Regions from separate parts of the Mus musculus genome. Here region 1 is linked to region 2. A link is a contact called in public Hi-C data. All regions are on one chromosome and are shown on one strand. The core of a region is the stretch at or near the end of the contact, and the rest is flanking DNA. Distances in the headings are between cores, read along the strand shown.

Evidence for each region. Hi-C and Micro-C count contacts between places; a contact is called where the count stands out from the background.
Region 1: a contact with region 2 is called in a Hi-C map of B cells, with 5 read pairs. The contact joins the promoter of Dennd3 here to the enhancer-like site in region 2. A contact is called at or near these places in 1 of 484 Hi-C or Micro-C datasets (B cells), 2 of 115 datasets of contacts at active chromatin or transcription factors (bone marrow-derived dendritic cells and pancreatic cancer cells) and 1 of 9 other capture datasets (liver).

What each region holds. Positions count from the first base shown.
Region 1 is chr15:73,509,378-73,514,012 of GRCm38.p6, forward strand. Dennd3 (DENN/MADD domain containing 3) reads left to right here and starts at 3,183. Exons shown (of 23, transcript NM_001081066.1): 1 at 3,183-3,470. The coding sequence starts at 3,369.
Region 2 is chr15:73,160,646-73,165,587 of GRCm38.p6, forward strand. All of the region lies in intron 1 of Ago2 (argonaute RISC catalytic subunit 2), which reads right to left. Among named protein-coding and RNA genes, the nearest start is that of Ago2, 22 kb to the right of the region's middle. Within about 2 kb of position 1,441, at least 94 of the 459 cell types and tissues checked have an H3K27ac peak or open chromatin away from gene starts, as enhancers often do. A contact at or near this core is called in B cells, where this site is marked.

The DNA.
Region 1 (4,635 bases), core at 1,933-4,432, 350 kb after region 2:
GCTCACAGCCATCTGTAATGAGAGCTGATGCCCTCTTCTGGTGTGTCTGAAGTCAGTGACAGTGTACTCAATGACAGTGTACTCATATTCATGAAATAAATAAATATAAAAAAAAGAGAGAGAGAGATGCTTGCCGGGCATGGTGGTGCACGCCTAAAGTGCTCCCAGCACTCGGGAGGCAGAGGTAGGCGAACTTCTGAGTTCAAGGCCAGCCTGGTCTACAAAGTGAGTTCCAGGACAGCCAGGGCTATACAGAGAAACCCTGTCTCGAAAAACCAAAAAAGAAAAAAAAAAAAGAGAGAGAGAGAGAGATGCTCAGGAAGAAAAGACACACTTGTGATCATGGGTGTGGCCTCAAAGAAAGATGGAAAAGCAAGACATACCTAGTGTAGATCCAGGCTCAAGAGAGTCATAGTTTCTCTTAGTGTTTGTTATAGAGACCATTTTGGTGGCTCTCAAGTTACACGTCAAAAGCTAAGAGCCCCCTTCCCCCCTCCTCTTCCCTCCAATGAGTAATGTAATGTGATGGCTCAGTGCATGGGTTAGGTGGAATCACAGTCTGACAAAGACCACCAAGGGTTGCACGGCCACTCGGTGGGACTCCATTCCTGTCAACTCAGTTTCTGGTGAGATTCTTAGAAAGTTTCAGGTTTGCAGCTGGGAAAGGAGAGAGGTTTTAAGCAGGTAATTGTGCTGGGATTCCGGCTTTTCTGCTGGCCTGGGCTGCAGGGCTCTTAGGTCAACAGCTACCCTGTGCTGCTTCAGAAAGACTACAGTGTTTCTCTCAGTCTGAGTGTCTTTTGTACTCTCTTGCTAGTATCTTTTGACACATAAGTTTTTGTTTGAATAATTGGCTAACTTCTTTCTCTTTTTTGAGGTAAGCTCTTACTAGGCAGCATTGGCTAGCCTGGAACTCAGTATTTAGACCAAAATGACCTCAAACTCAAAGATCTGCCTGCCTTTGCCTCCCAAATACTGGGTTAAAGTGTGTGCTATCATGTCTGGTTGTGATTGGAGGGTTGTTGTTTTGTTTTGTTTCTGAGACAGGGTTTCTCTGTGTAGCTTTGAGTATTCTGGAACTTGATCTGTGAACCAGGCTGGCCTCAAAGTCAGAGATTCACCTGCCTCTGCCTCTGCCTCCCAAATGCTGGATTAAGGGTGTGTCTTAGTCAGAGTTTCTATTCCTGCACAAACATCATGACCAAGAAGCAAGTTGGGGAGGAAAGGGTTTATTCGGCTTACACTTCCATACTGCTGCTTATCACCAAGGAAGTCAGGACTGGAACTCAAGCAGGTCAGGAAGCAGGAGCTGATGCAGAAGCCATGGAGGGATGTTCTTTACTGGCTTGCTTCCCCTGGCTTGCTCAGCCTGCTTTCTTATAGAACCCAACACTACCAGCCCAGAGATGGTCCCACCCACAAGGGGCCTTTCCCCCTTGATCACTAATTGAGAAAACGCCTTACAGCTGGATCTCATGGAGGCATTTCCTCAACTGAAGCTCCTTTCTCTGTGATAACTCCAGCCTGTGTCAAGTTGACACAAAACCAGCCAGTACAGGGTGTGTGCACCGTTGCCACCTAGCTGTGATTGGAGTTTCTTAATGCCACTTCTAGGCCATTTCCAGATCTGTTTGTGCACAGTATAGTTCCATAATCTGCATGTTCTGAGGTACCTGGGAACAGAAGAGGACTCTTGTGGCTCTGGTACATGCTAAGCAAGTACATGCTTGACCACAAACCCTAGGCCCATGGTAGGTTTCTTGTGGGTACTTACTTGGAAAGTACCTGCAGCATGGGTCATGGGGACTTTTATTTATCTATTTCTGCTGTGTAGCCTGTACTGGCCTGAAATTCCTTTATGATCCTCTGCCCACTTTCAAATTGTTACAATTACAGAAGCAAACCACTAGTCCTATGGGGATTTAATTTAAAAAGCACAGAACCAGGAAGCCTGGGAGATTATGTGGCTGGACTTTCTGGCACAGGGAGGCTTACAGAAGATGAACTCTGGAGCCTGGCTGTGGACTTTCCACCTCAGTCAGGAACAGAGCAGATATAAGATCTGCTCTACCCTGAGCCTTACAGGGTCCCTGCCAACTGAATGTCCTGGCCTCCATTCCACAGGACATTCCACAAACAGGAAGTAGAGGCCAATAGATGCTAGGTCTGCCCATATACACACATAGTTGACACAGTAGATTTTGATTAAGATTCTGATTGCTTACAGAGTGGCCCACGGTCTGTGATGGATCCCTATGAGGCTTGCTCCGCTCAGGTCTGTGCCTAGCTGAGGCCATCTCAGATGAGCTAATGCAAGAGTCAGATAAGCAGGTATAAAACTTTAATATCAGTGACATTAACACGTCCTTTGGGTTCCTGGACAAGGGATGAGGGCTGCAGAGGTCAGGCAGCCTACAGGCTGGCTAGGCTGCTTCTGAGTCCTGCTCCCCACCCCTACCCCAGCCAGCCTACCCAGGTTTTGCTCCCAAGACTTGTTTAGTCACTCTAGGCTGATGTTTTGACAAATATTTGACGCTACTAGTGATCATTCCTTCAGTGTTTTTGTTTTTTAATATATAATATATAATTCCTGGAAAAGTTCATTGGTCTTCCACCTTGCCCATTTCATGCTAAATTTAACCGAGGTTCTTGCAGAGGCCTGCAGTCAACCGTGAAGCTACTCATCAGGAGTGGATCTTCACACTCCCTTCCCGACGGTTCTTCCAGGTACCCACAGGGTCTACTTCCCGTCCTGGCACAAGAGAGCTTCCTGGAGGTGGCAGGAGACCAGGCCTTTGTCCCTTACTTGTTGGGGGGGGGGGGAGGGCGGGCGTGGACCTCTGGAGAAGAGCCTCCGGGGCTGGATGACGTGGCTGGTCACCTGGGGATGCCGCCCATTCCTTCCGTATTCCGGGGGACAGGAGGAGGGGCCAAACCCGCAGAGGGGCTTAGGAAATGACTGAGCTTGTGTGGCGGCAGAGTCCGCCCGCACCCCCTTCTTCCCACCCCGAAGAGGCCACACCCACGCAGGTCCGGCCAGACACGCCTCCATAGAAGTCCTGCCCCTGCCAAATCACAGACCAGGCTCGTTCACGCTATCCAGGCCCCGCCTCCTAGGTCCCGTCCACACCGGACCCCCCCCCCCCCCACACACACACACAGGCCACGCCCCTCCTATTTGCTCGTAGGCCCCGCCCATTCCGCGGACGCGGCTGGCTGGCAACCAGCCCAAGAGAGGCGGGGAGGCTTGGGCAGGGGTGCTCCGCTGGGGTCTGGGTTGTGGGCGCCGGCGCCCTCTGAGTCGCGTCACCCCGGCCCGACAATCGAGGGCTCGGAGCGCAGTGTGCTAGGCGGGTGGCGGGAAGGTCATGGCGGAGCCCGCGGCGCGACACCTGTCGCTGCCCTCGGGGCTGCTGGAGTTGTGCGCGCTGCTGGGCGCCTCTCAAGACAGCCTCCGCGGCCTGGAGCAGGTAAGGGGTTAGAGGGGAAACTGAGTTGGGGTGGGGGAGACAGAGAGGTGCCAGCCAGGTTTGAGTGTGGCTGGCTTCAGAGGCTACGCACCGCTGCGGCGCCAAAGCCTCAGGGTCAGGTCCCAGCTGTGAGGGATGAGCACAGCTCATAGGGCAACTGGCGGCTGGCCTTTCCTCCCTCCGGGACCGGCCGGCTTGGACTTGGTGCTTGTGGTGGTACAGACCGGCTTCTGTGCACTGAAGCGTTCCTCCACACTCAGGATGTGGGGCGAGGTGCTGGCCCAGCGGGGATCTGCTGAGTTCACGGGCAACTAGACAAGATCCTCTCCCAGTAGCGACTAAATGGTTCCCTTCACTGCCTAAGTGATGGGTTCTGTACTCCGTGCCGAATAGTGAGGTTTCAGGTGTTAGAGTCAACCACCAGCTTTGAATATTCCACTTTTAGTCGAGCTTGCTGCATAGCCATTTTCTTCACTTGCTGTGCAGTCCCTCCCTTCTCTCCGTCTGTGCCTAGGAACCAAAGATAGATTCAGCTCCCTGTCTCTGGAAAGACAGCAGCGGCGTCTGAACATCTCATACTCCTGATTTCTGCGCTGTGTTTTCTTTCGTTTTTTTATTCTGGAACCCAGGTTGTTTTCTCCCAATCCATTGGTGCTTCAATTTTTCTTTTGAACCCGGCATAATTGGGAACTGCCATTTTCTCAGCGATTTCCCTAGTATCCCGTTAAGTGTCTGGAGAGATCATCTGAGTGTTGCATATCGATGTGATGAGTAGTGGAGACAAAACAAGAAAAGTTAACCGTCAGTAAAAGTAGCCGAATGAGTGTTAAAGCCTAGATAGTTTGGGCTGGTGAGGTGGCTCCCCGGGTAAGAGCACTGACTGCTCTTTCTAAGGTCCTGAGTTCAAATCCCAGCAACCACATGGTGGCTAACAATCATCCATAATGAGATATGTTGCTCTCTTCCGTGTGTCTAAAGACAGCTACAGTGAACTTACATATGATAATAAATAAATCTAAAAAAATTAAAATAAAAAGCCTAGATAGTTTCTTCCCTAAGTGAATGTGACCAGTAAATGGCCCTTGTCCCTATGAAAATGATTTGTCACTTCTCTGATGTCCCTTATAAATGCCAGTGTGTCCTCCATTGTCTTTGTGCCTCTAAC
Region 2 (4,942 bases), core at 191-2,690:
CCACACTTAAAATACCAAAGGGAGTCAAAAATGTGCTGAATGTATTCAAGTTCTTCTCAGTGGTTAGGAAGAAGGCAGGCAGAAGGCCAGCTGTGGAGAGCCACAGGACGGACACACACAAACCTCCTTCCCTCCAGGCTGAAGGCACTGCAGTTCAATCTGTGAGCAGCTGCCTAGAGCAGAAGACGAGCCTGTACCTTTTGTGCAGGAGAAATCAGCAAGGCTGGGTCTGTAGCTCAGTCAGTAGAGTGCTCACCTAACATGCACAGGCTCTGGGTTCAACCCCCAGTTCTGACAGGAAGGAAACACGAGTGGGACTCCTGTTATGGTGGCTTCACCTGCCTTGCCCTGTGCTGTGCATCCCTCTGAGGCCACCGCTTCTACAGACACAGGCGAGTCCTTGCTTAGAGGGAAATCAATGCTGAAATTGCATAGAGAACATGCTACTTCTGCTCGGGACAAAGAGCTTCTACAACACTCCAGAGTCCAGCAGGACCATCCAAGATCCTAGGTGAGCCAGGTTGGCTGCTATGTAACTGTCAGCGAAACACAAGTACAGTATCTTGTTTTAGGAGGATTTCTGCCCAGCTTGAATTTTTGTTGTTGTTGTTGTTGTGTTTTTCGAGACAGGGTTTCTCTGTGTAGCCCTGGCTGTTCTGGAACTCACTCTGTAGAATAAGCTGGCCTCGAACTCAGAAATCCGCCTGCCTCTGCCTCCCAAGTGCTGGGACTAAAGGTGTGCGCCACCACTGCCCAGCTTTTAGGAGGATTTCAACTGCAAGAAAATGCTCACATTTGTCTTAAATTATAAGAGACAGAAATACCTTCTCAATCGTCACGTTGAGATATTCATACCCAGAACAGTGAGACACATATCCACAATATTCCCTCCAGGCAGCATTCAGAATGTTCTTCCTGCCACATGTAAAACACTGAAAAATCACTCTAGCCTTGGCTTTGTCCAGGAGTGAGGCTTCCCTTAGCGCCAGAGCACCGCCACACCTGTCACTCAGTGGATGCTGCAGATGGAAAACTTCACTTTAAGATCCCAGCTTGGACCTAATACAGCCCCCAGAGGAGCAGCTTAAAAGCAAATTTAACAAGTGACAGAAACCAGAAAACGTCCCCAATTTTCTCACCAGCTATTTGAAATGTCACTTCTAAATACTGGCATCCCATAGAGGGAAAATTTTTTTTCCTAGTCAGAATAATTAATTAAGGAGTAAATTGTTGAAATCAAGCAGATACAATCCACGGGGCTGTTTGGCTCCTTTAATCGATTTCTTCCTAAGGATAGACAGGCTTGCAATTTAAAATAAATTAAAGCTGTTCCCTCATTCTTCAGAACACTGAAGAACAGCAGTCCTAGATGCAGGTGGCTTCCATTCTGGGCTGCACAGGAAGTAGGGCCTGGTTGCTGTCCTTTAAAGGACTGTTATGGAGTTCCCCCAGTTGGCTCTATCAGAGGCACATCTTCACAATTTCATACGAGTACTATATTTACATCATGTTACCACATCCTCTTTCCACTCCAATTCATGTGTCCCAACTCCTAAAATTCAGCCACACACACACACACAGCCTGCTAAGCCCATTTGTTGCTGCTTACTTATATACAAGTGTTTGGGGTTGACTGCCTGGGCTTGGGTACCCTATGAGGGCTTATCCCTGACAACTGACATGAGGCAGTCATGAGTTGCCTGTGGTTCTTCAACTCGTGGTGGGCCTTGTGAGCTCTCCCCGTGACTCTGACAATCTCTATCGAATACTAGCCTACGTGGTGGGCCTTGTGAGCTCTCCCCGTGACTCTGACAATCTCTATCGAATACTAGCCTATGACAATAGCAGGCGAGCTCTCCAGCTGGGGCCAGCTGAGAGTGGAGGCTGGGACCCTGGTGCTCAGGTGGCTGCATTTAGCATAAGGCAGAAGCCCAAAGTCACCAAGGAACCAGCTGGCTACAAACACATCTCACAGTGAAAAGCGTCCACACTGTGGAAGAGATGGGCCGTTTGAAGGCAGGTTGGTCAGGGTGGCCTCTTTCCTGTTAGTCATAGAAATGTACCACCTTAGCCACTGCAGAGTGTGCAATGTGTCCTAACACGTTTAGATTCTGTGTGTTCATCACTTCTCTCCTTGACTCTACACACCACAGACCCACTGGGTAGCTCCTGCATTCCACTCTCATCCCACTCCATCTGCTCCCAAGGCTCTGCTTGCTCGGGCCTCTCTCAGTAAAGGGGAGCACACGGGCAAACCATTTCCTGGCCTCTCATTGATGCGCTTGAGAGGCACACCCATGCTGTACCTATGCTGGAGCTTCGGGCTTGAGGGCTATAGCCCTGGACATCATCACTCCTTCCAAATTCGGGTGATGTCCCTCGAATGACAGCCCTTAGGGACACGTGAAAGAAACCTGCTTGGGGGCGGGGGAAGCAGAGCACCGACTGCATAGACAGGCGGAGCCACCTAGACAGAGAGAGAACTAAAGCCGAGTCACTTGGCAGGCCAATGCCCAGATGCCCGAGAAACACAGGCACAGTGAAGAATGGGATGGCTTTAAGCTGTGGTCAAGGTACACTGGGAAATGGGAAACTTTTAGGCAACGTGGTATCTGCATGGGGCAGCTCTCTCCCAGCTGGAAGGTTATCTCTAAGAACTGGAATCAGTGTCTGAGGGATGGCTCAGCAGTTAGAACATTAGCTGCACTTCCAGGACCTGAGTTCAGTTCCCAGCTTCGATTGCTGGAGAGCTGGGGAGGTTTCTTGTGTGTACAATGCGGACTTAAACAAACCCAAGTGAAAGGACACTTTCAACGATATGGGACACCCGAGTCCCCAATGCACAGTTGATGACCTGCCACAGGTCATAGCACTATGGTTCCACTATGGTTCCAGAAAGGAGTCTGCCTCTTGGCACATACATACATGAAAATAGACACACAACATGTAACTAGACATTTATAAATCAACCCACCCCAACCACAGCAGGTAGGGAGGAAAGAGCCACATGCTGGCTGCCCCCGAGCTGGCTAGACTTCCTTCTTCTTAGTGTTTATGTCTATTTACATATTGCTTGAAAGGACTTTGTCTGTCTGTCTGTCTGTTGTTGCTATTTCAGGCAGAATCTACCATGTAGCTCAGGCTGCCCTTCATAGCCATTCTCCTGTCTCAGTCTCAGAGTTGTTGTGAATAGACATGCATCACCATGCTACATCTGTAAGTAGTTTTTGTTCATTTTGTTTTGAGACAAGGTCTCACTGTGTAGCGATGGCTGGCCTAGAACTTGCCATGTAGATCATACTGGTCCGGAACTCACAGGAATTTACCTGCTTCTTTCTGCCTCCCACGCTGTAACTAAAGGCTGGACCTGTAATTGCCGTGCCCAACGTGTAAGTAGTTCTTAATACTTACAAATACTTGCCAGCCAATGAGGGAATCCAGATGGAACAGAATGGGATTACCCAGCTAACAGAACTGAAGCCGGCGAGGACCCAATGAAGAGGACGGCAGGGATTGCGTGCTGAGGGGGCCAGCAGGAAGCTGCAGCCCACCCTCTCTCACCAGCATCCTATGCTCACAGCCTGGTGCACATATCTCTCCAGGGCAGGTCTGTATCTGTCACTGGTGCTACCACTGCCACTATGGATCAGTGGGCGGCTCTCTCTCCCTTTGAAGCCTTGGCGGGAGCTGCTGCTGACCTCACATGCTGGATCAAAGCTACATCTAATCTCCAACACAGCTCCGGCGACTATGAACCAGGACGTGGAAAGGGCCTATGGCAAACTCAGCAAGGAGGAGAAAGGCTCTGCCTCCTAGAGAAGGAGGACAACAGGAAACCTAGCAGACCCGTGCAGGAAAAGCTGGAGGGAGAAAGGTCCTGAGGACAGGACAGCAGTCACAGCTGTGGAAGGCAGTGCAGGGTCAGCTCACCTCTGCTGGGCTTCCTATACCAGCAAGAAGGAAATCCACTCAACACAAGCAATGCCAGGCGCGGGTCAGAGCACAGTGCTTCATCTAAGCCAGCCAGGCTCAGCCTCCCTCTGACCACCAGTGCTCGGCAGTGCCATATTTACCTCCTGGAGAAACAATACTGAAGCTGAATTCTTGCAGAGCATGGGCATGCTATGATTCACCCCAGAGACCAGACGGGTTCTGATGACCCAGAACAATTCACGGAGTAGATGGACTTACACGGGTGATGTGCAATTCCGTCCCCCAAGAGCACAAACAAAGACCAACCATGATAACACACATACACACACACACTTCTTGTGCTACCCACTCAATATGGAAAAACTGCCAGCCTGGCCCATGGGTCCCCATAAAGTTAGCTACATACTTGGAATTCCAACAGGGCTCGAAGGCTAACAACTAACTTCAAAACTGTTCAAAAATGTATTTGGAAACAACCCAAATGTCCTCTGACAAATATGGAAACAAATGGAAGTGTGTATCCCTACTGTGGACCTGCATACTCACAGGAAGACACTAGTTCATGTTGCCACAAAGACCTTGCAACACAAGCAGTCACAGAAAACCATGTGCCGCAGGTTCAACATGCAAGCATGCACTCACTCACGCATGCACGACTGGGCTGGTAGCCCTGAGAGGTTTAGGAAAGGTAGGTGAGGGTGAACAAGAGCCAGGAGCATTGTCCTTTATGGTCTCTGCTTCAATCCCTGCCTCAGCCTCTAAGGGATGAACTGTATACAATCTGTAAGCCAGACAAGCCTTTTCTTCCCTCAAGTGGCTTTGGTCATGGTGTTTATCATAGCGACGGGAACCAAACAAGGACAGGAACCAAGGAAGACAGTGTCCTTTCTGGGCTACCGGTCAACTCACCTAATGCTGGAGCAAGGCTCATATCCCATTCTAAAACGGTAGAGCTGTCTAGGAGTGGTGATGCACACCCCTAGCCCCAACACACAGGGAGCAGAGCAAT